Linked DNA regions of Capra hircus: region 2 is linked to region 1. A link is a contact called in public Hi-C data. All regions are on one chromosome and are shown on one strand. Each heading gives the region's core, a stretch centred on a gene start, on an enhancer-like site or on the middle of the called end of the contact. The rest is flanking DNA. Distances are from core to core; before and after follow the strand shown.

The links. A called contact is a pair of places that touch in the nucleus more often than the background predicts.
Region 2: a Hi-C map of blood shows a contact between it and region 1, with 4 times the contacts expected there. The contact joins the enhancer-like site here to the promoter of NUDT14 in region 1. A contact is called at or near these places in 2 of 5 Hi-C or Micro-C datasets (both in blood).

What each region holds. Positions count from the first base shown.
Region 1 is chr21:68,447,790-68,451,276 of ARS1.2, forward strand. NUDT14 (uridine diphosphate glucose pyrophosphatase) reads left to right here and starts at 1,915. Exons shown (of 5, transcript XM_018065866.1): 1 at 1,915-2,036. The coding sequence starts at 1,956.
Region 2 is chr21:68,908,908-68,912,394 of ARS1.2, forward strand. No RefSeq gene overlaps it. Among named protein-coding and RNA genes, the nearest start is that of JAG2, 20 kb to the right of the region's middle. Within about 2 kb of position 1,919, at least 2 of the 5 cell types and tissues checked have an H3K27ac peak or open chromatin away from gene starts, as enhancers often do.

The sequences.
Region 1 (3,487 bases), core at 665-3,164:
TTTTCATTCCAATCCAAAAGAAAGGCAATGCCAAAGAATGCTCAAACTACCTCACAACTGCACTCATCCCACACACTAGCAAAGTAATGCTCAAAATCCTCCAAGCCAGGCTTCAATAGTATGTGAACTGTGAAGTTCCAGATGTTCAAGCTGGATTTAGAAAAGGCAGAGGAACCAGAGATCAAATTGCCAACATCTGTTGGATCATCGAAAAAGCAAGAGAGTTCCAGAAAAATATCTACTTCTGCTTTATTGACTATGTAAAGCCTTTGACTGTGTGGACCACAACAAACTGTGGAAAATTCTGAAAGAGATGGGAATACCAGACCACCTGACCTGCCTCTTGAGAAACCTATATGCAAGTCAGGAAGCAATAGTTACAACTGGACATGGAATAACAGACTGGTTGCAAATTGGGAAAGGAGTATGTCAAGGCTGTATATTGTCATCCTGCTTATTTAACTTATATGCAGAGTACATGATGAGAAACGCTGGGCTGGAAGAAGCACAAGCTGGAATCAAGATTGCTGGGAGAAATATCAATCACCTCAGATATGCAGATAACACCACCCTTATGGCAGAAAGTGAAGAGCTAAAGAGCCTCTCGATGAAAGTGAAAGAGGAGAGTGAAAAAGTTGGTTTAAAGCTCAACATTCAGAAAACTAAGATCATGGCATCTGGTCCCATCACTTTATGGCAAATAGATGGGGAAACAGTGGAAACAGTGAGACTTTATTTTTTTGGGGGGGGGGGTCTCCAAAATCACTGCAGATGGTGACTGCAGCCATGAAATAAAAAAATACTTGCTTTTTGGGAAAAAAAGTTATGACCAATCTAGACAGTATATTAAAAAGTAGAGACATTGCTTTGCTAACAAACGTCTGTCTAGTCAAAGCTATGGGTTTTCCAGTAGTCAGGTATGGGTGTAAGAGCTGGACCATAAAGTAAGCTGAGCGCCAAAGAATTGATGCTTTTGAACTGTGGTGTTGGAGAAGACTCTTGAGAGTCCCTTAGGCTGCAAGGAGATCCAACCAGTCCATCCTAAAGGAAATCAGTCCTGAATATTCACTGGAAGGACAGATGCTGAAGCTGAAACTTCAATACTTTGCCCACCTGATGCGAGGAACTGACTCATTTGAAAAGACCCTGATGCTGGGAAGGATTGAAGGCGGGAGGAGAAAGGGACGACAGAGGATGAGATGGTTGGATGGCATCACTGACTCAACGGACATGAGTTTGAGTGAACTCCGGGAGTTAGCGATGGACAGGGAGACCTGGTGTGCTGCAGTCCACGGGGTCACGAAGAGTCGGACACGACTGAGCGACTAACACTTACTGGGGAGGCAGCGGCTGCATTTGAAGCGGGTCTTGGAGGTCCACACCCAAGGAAGGAGGGAGGGGCGCGGGGGGAGGGGAGCAGCCGCAGCCAGACAGGAGTGGCAGCCCCTCCCTGAAGGGCAGATTCAGGCTCCTCTCGCCCTGCCCTCTTTCCAGAGCCTTCTCTCCGTCCACCCAGGGGCCTCCAGAGGTGTCTATATTCTTGCCACCACCGCCCACAGGATGACCCTTCGCGCTCCCCAACGCTCCTCTCGGGGGGCGCGGCGGCGGCGCCGGCTTCTCTCCCTGCCCCAGGGGGCAGATATCCGCTCGGCTGGAGCCCCCTCTCCCAAGCTGCGCTGCGTCGCTCTCGCGACCAAGATGCCCAAGTTCCGCCGGCAGCGGAGATCGCCTCTCAAACCTCCAGCCGCGCCCGCCCCGCTGGCCGCACGCTCGACCGACTGCACCTTGCGGCCGGCTCGCCTCCTGCCCGGCTCCCAGCCCGCGGGCTCCGGGAACGCCCCGCGCCCGCCGTCCCACCCGCACGGCCCCGGGCAGGGCCCGCCCCGCGCTCGGCGCCGCCCCGCCCCGCGCGCACTGGGCATGCGCAGAGCCGGGGGACGCGCCCGCGCGCCGCCATGGAGCGCATCGAAGGGGCGGCCGTGGGCCGCTGCGCAGCCTCGCCGTACCTGGTGCCGCTCACGCTGCACTACCGCCAGGTGAGCGCGCCTTCCATTCCCCCGGCAGCCCGACACCGCCCCGGGCCCCCGCCCGCCTTCGACCCGGGGCCCCGCCCACCCTCGCGCCCGGGGCCCCGCCCACCCTCGCGCCCGGGGCCCCGCCCCCAGCCGGCGGCCCCTGCAGCCCCGCCCCCGCCCGGAGCCCGGCTCCCGGCTCCCGGCTCCCGGTTCCCGCCTCCGGGCCCAGGAGCCCCGCCCCGAGTCTCGTAGTCCCGCCCCGCAGGCCTCGCGTCCCCTAGGAGCGCTTCGCCAGAGTCCAGGTGTACACGCCGGTTGAGTGTCGGGGTCGGGGAGGGTCTGGGCAGGGACACCTCGCGGGACCACTCATTCCTCCAAAGAGACTTTGCTGAGCCCCGGCCCATTTTGCGGTGGGACATATTGGGCGCCCCGGGGGTCGGGGCAAGCTTCCTGGAGGTGGTGTTCTCCATTCTGGGCAGAAGAAGGTGAAAGGAGGGACGGGGGCGCGCACTGGAGAGCCTCTCCAGGTGGGCTTCCTCCCCAGGACGCCTCCTCCGTGTCTCCACCTGCCGTCCTTGCAGGCTTTCCGCCAGGGCATTATCTCCTCCTGCCGTTCCCTGGGAGGCAGTGCGGTACGACGGCTGCCTCCCTTGGTGCCATGCATGGAGTAGGTTCACAGGAAACACGTTTGTCCAGTTTGGGCCCTCCCTCTTTGCTTCCAGCTCCCCTGGAGTCCACTGTGCCATCCAGGCCAGGACTGTGCCCGGTAGCGTGGTCTGTGCGGCCCCGTGGTGCCCCCCAGTCAGGACAGGCGGTGCAGGTCTTTGGTGGCCCTCTCTCTGCCTGACCGCCCTTGGCCTGCAGCAACCTGTCTGCCCCCTGTCCCCGGCCCCTTCCTCTCTCCAAACTATGACGCCCTCTTGACCCCCAGCCTGAGAGAGGCTGCACCGCCCCCCCCTCGTCGCTGTTGTCCCATTGGCCCTAGGGGACAGGGATTCTTGTCCCCAGGCTGGACCCAGGCTGGCAGCACTGGCTTGGGGCAGAAGCCGGGGTGGGCTGAGGGCATAGTACAGGGACGTGGGGGTTGCCGCCCTGCCCCTGGTGCTGGCCAGGGGTGAGGATGCCTGATTGTGGCCACATGGCTCTCAGGGGCACAGGGTGGTCCAGGCACCTGACCGCGGTGGCCTCTGGCTGTGGCACCCTCCCCCACTTCCTATGAAAGGGGGATGGGTGCTGGTAACCGAAGCTGAGCCCGTGTGGGTGGCGGGCTGCTGTGGGCACAGGCAGGGGCCCGTGGGACCCTGGGCTGGGGCGGTGAGTGTCAGCGAGGAGCTTCTGCAGCTTTGCTCAGTAACTGCTATGCCAGGGGGGTCTGATGGATGGAGATTGATCATCCGGAGGCAGGGCACCCCCGTGGCTCTGAGGGGGAGGGGCTGTGTTTACACTCCAGTCCTGTTCCTCCCTCCCAGGGC
Region 2 (3,487 bases), core at 669-3,168, 460 kb after region 1:
AGGGACTGCCCCTCCCTGCGGGTCCAGTGGTTAAGAATCTGCCTGCTAATGCAGGGGACACAGGTTCAATCCCTGGTCCAGGAAGATTCCACAGCTAAGCCTGTGAACCACAGCTACTGAAGCCAGCACACCCTGGAGCTTGTGCTTCGTAACTAGAGAGGCTCAGTGCAACCAGGGGCAGCCCCTGCTCACTGCAACCGGAGAAAGCCAGAACGCAGCAGCAAAGACCCAGGGCAGCCAAACGCAGTACAAGAAATTAAAATAAATAAATGACTTTCTTTAGAAAAGCGGCATGAGAGGTGAGAAGCTGGCAGGGTGGTAGGTGGACGTGGAATCCGTCTCTCTGCATGGATGCACCAGGAATCCATCTTCAGACACAGAAGATCTCACAGATCACCAGCTGAGAGCAGGCAGGAGTCTTTGACGCCCGGGAAGGAATATACAGACCCACGCAAAACTCTGACTTCCCTGGTGGTGCAAAGGATAAGGATCTGCCTGCCAACCCAGGTCCAGGCGGACTCCATGTGCTGAGGAGCAACTAAAGCCGGGAGCGACAACTGCTGAGCCCAGGAGCCGCAGTCGCTGAGGCCCGCACGTCCAGAGCTCCTGCCCCACAACCAGGGAAGCCACCGCGACAAGCTGCCCGCGCGCCGCCGCTCACCACAAGCAGAAGACAACCATCACGTGCAGCAAGGAAGACCCAGTGCAAAGCAAAACGCAGCCATTCATTACATTTCAGAGAGAAATGGAATGAGAGAAAGGACACAGATGACAGGTACCATGACTCCTTTCGCGGATCCTGCCTTTCCAGCTCACCCGTCCACGGGCCTATGGATAGCCTTCCGTGCGCCCTTTGTAAAGCTCGCAGTGTCTGGCCTCCTGGGCTGCCTGAGCATAGGTGACCCACCGCGACAGATGGCACGGTTTGGGGTCTGGTTACTGGCCACTACTGGCCACGTGGCCACGACCAGCCCAGCCTTAGGACCCTAATGCTCGATGCTCCCAGGCAGCGGCAAAGGGTGGAGCCCTGGACAAGCGTCAGACTGACAGGCGCCACCCTGCCTGCAGCGGCTCCCCGTTCTTGCCCCGGTCCCCGCCCCCTCCCCACCCCAGCTTCCCTCCACCAACAAGGTCAAGGAGCTGCTTCACGCTGACCTTAACTGGAACTTCTCGAGTGGTCATGAAATGGGACGGGCTTTTCTGTGTGAGTTTTCTAAGCGCGCGCCTGAGAAGCCCTTGGCCCCACGTGGGTGACGCAGGCCCCACTCGGCTGCATCCACTGGGCCCCTCCGCGGGAGCCCTCCCATCCCCGCGGCTCCAGGGAGTAGGACACAGAACCACCCTCCAGCTGTCTTCTCCCTTCCGTGATGTTTCATCGGCTCCTGGGTGAATCTTTCCTGGAATGCTCCCCTTAGTTTTCTGTTGGGGACAGTTTTCCTCTTGCTAGTTTGTAGACGCTCTCTGAATAGTGGTCAACGCTGTACTTCGTCCTCACGAGTGTTGTTATGAAGAGGTGGAGCCCCTTGTGTGGACACCGCTGACTCTGTGAGCCGTCGGACCAGCTGGTCGCGCAGGTCTCCGGGTCTCGGCCTCCAGCTCCTCGGTGAGCGCGTGTGCGCAGCGGACGCACACTCGGGTCTCGGTTCCTAACCGCAGCGCTGCGGCAGTGCTGGCCAGTCCCGAGCCTCTGTCTGCCCAGCCCTGTCCTCCCGGTCCTTTTCCTCCTGCTCTGAGGCCACTGGCCTTCACGCCTTACTTCCCTGTCCCGGGGCACGTTTGCTCCTCGTGGGTGGGGACTCACCTGTGTCCTGTTCAGACACAACGACTCTCCAGCTGTGGGCAGGCGGGCGGCCAAACGCCTGTGCCCGGACCTGCTTCCCACCGCCCCACGGAGGGGCCTGTTGGGGAGCATTACCCCTCACCGGCCCAGGACCTGGGTGGACACGCCCACTTCCCCGCCCCCCAGGATGAGTGGACACGCCCACTGCCCCGCCCTCCCCTCCAGGGTGAGCGGGCACGCCCACTGCCCCGCCCTCCCCTCCAGGATGAGGGGTGGAGATGCCCACTGCCCCTCCTCTCCCCGTGAGAACTTCCCTGAAGTCCTACCCTCTGGACTCTGGCCCGAGCTTCCCTTCATGACATCTTCCCCATCCTCACCCTGGGGTTGTCTGCAGTGCTGACCCCTCCCACGTGTCCTGTCCCTTCTCCAGCCGCCTGGCTGCTCCTGTTTGTGTCCCTGACACAGGGCAGTGGCCAAGCCGCAGGGTCCCTCAAGCGCCCCACGCTCCCAGACACTCATCAAGCCCCGCCCAGGTCCCCACCTCCAGAGTCCACACATGACACGTGGGGTCCTGCAGCTGGGCAGGCCTCCAGCCAGTGGGAGGGGCGGGCTCCCTCCCCAGGCCCCCCATCTCGCCTCGTGAGGTCCAGGGACGACTCCTGCCCCTCTCCCCACTGGATGGGGAGGAGAGAGGCCTCCTGCCCCCCAGGACTCCCTGCAGGAAGGCAGGTGTCTCCTCAGCCCCCGTCCCCTCCACCCTAACCCCCAGAGTACATCTGCACCCATGGTCTCGGCTGGCTGCGGGAGAGAGGGGCCAGTCCAGCCTGGCTCTGGGTGGGGGCTGGGAGACCTCTGCTCTGACTCCAGGCCCAGCTGGGCAGGGGGCCCCACCCCGTGCCCGGGTGGCCTCTCCTCCTCCACTCTACCCAGTGACAGGTGCAGGAGGGAGACAGCCATCCCAGCGTCCAGCGTCCAGCGTCCTGCACAGCTCCTGCTCTGGGGCTGGCCTGGCTCGCTGTCCTGGGAACTTTTTCTCCTCTGTGTGGGACAGGAGGTGCTCTCAGCACCCCGGACCCCAGGTCTCTCTCTCGCCGGGTCCCTTGGGGTCCCCACGCCGGCACCCTCTCTTAGAAGCCCGAAGCCGGCTTGGAGTTCGGGGCCAGCCTGGACCTCTGGGCCCCATGTGTGTGTCAGGGAGGGGCAGGGGGCCAGCTGGGGGTGCTTTCAAATATGGCCCAAGTCCTCCCTGCTCGGGTGTGGGCTTGCCGCCCAGGTGGAGCTGGTGCAGTGATGCTGGGTCAGTCATCAAAACCGTGCAGCTTCTGTCCTGCGGTTTCTGGCCCCTGGCTGTGGGGAAGCCCGCCGGCCCCTGGTGAGGACACTGCAGGGACCCCTGGGAGAGGCTCAGGCCCTACCAAGAGTCACATGAGGGAGCCTGGAGGCAGACCCTCCTCCCCAGTCCAGCACAGTCTTCAGAGGATAAGCCCTGGCCAAAACTGTGACCACAGCGTCTGAAGACCCCGGGCCAGAACCGTCCTGTGAAGCCCCTCCCAGACCCCAGACCCACAGAATCTGTGAGATGATAGCTTGTCATTTTAAGCCCTTTGAGGTGACTATGTCTGGGGCGACTTGTCACGCAACAGCAGGTAAGCAGTCCTAGAACAGCCCCTGGTGTGTTGCAGGTTTGGGTCTCAAGCACCCCAATAT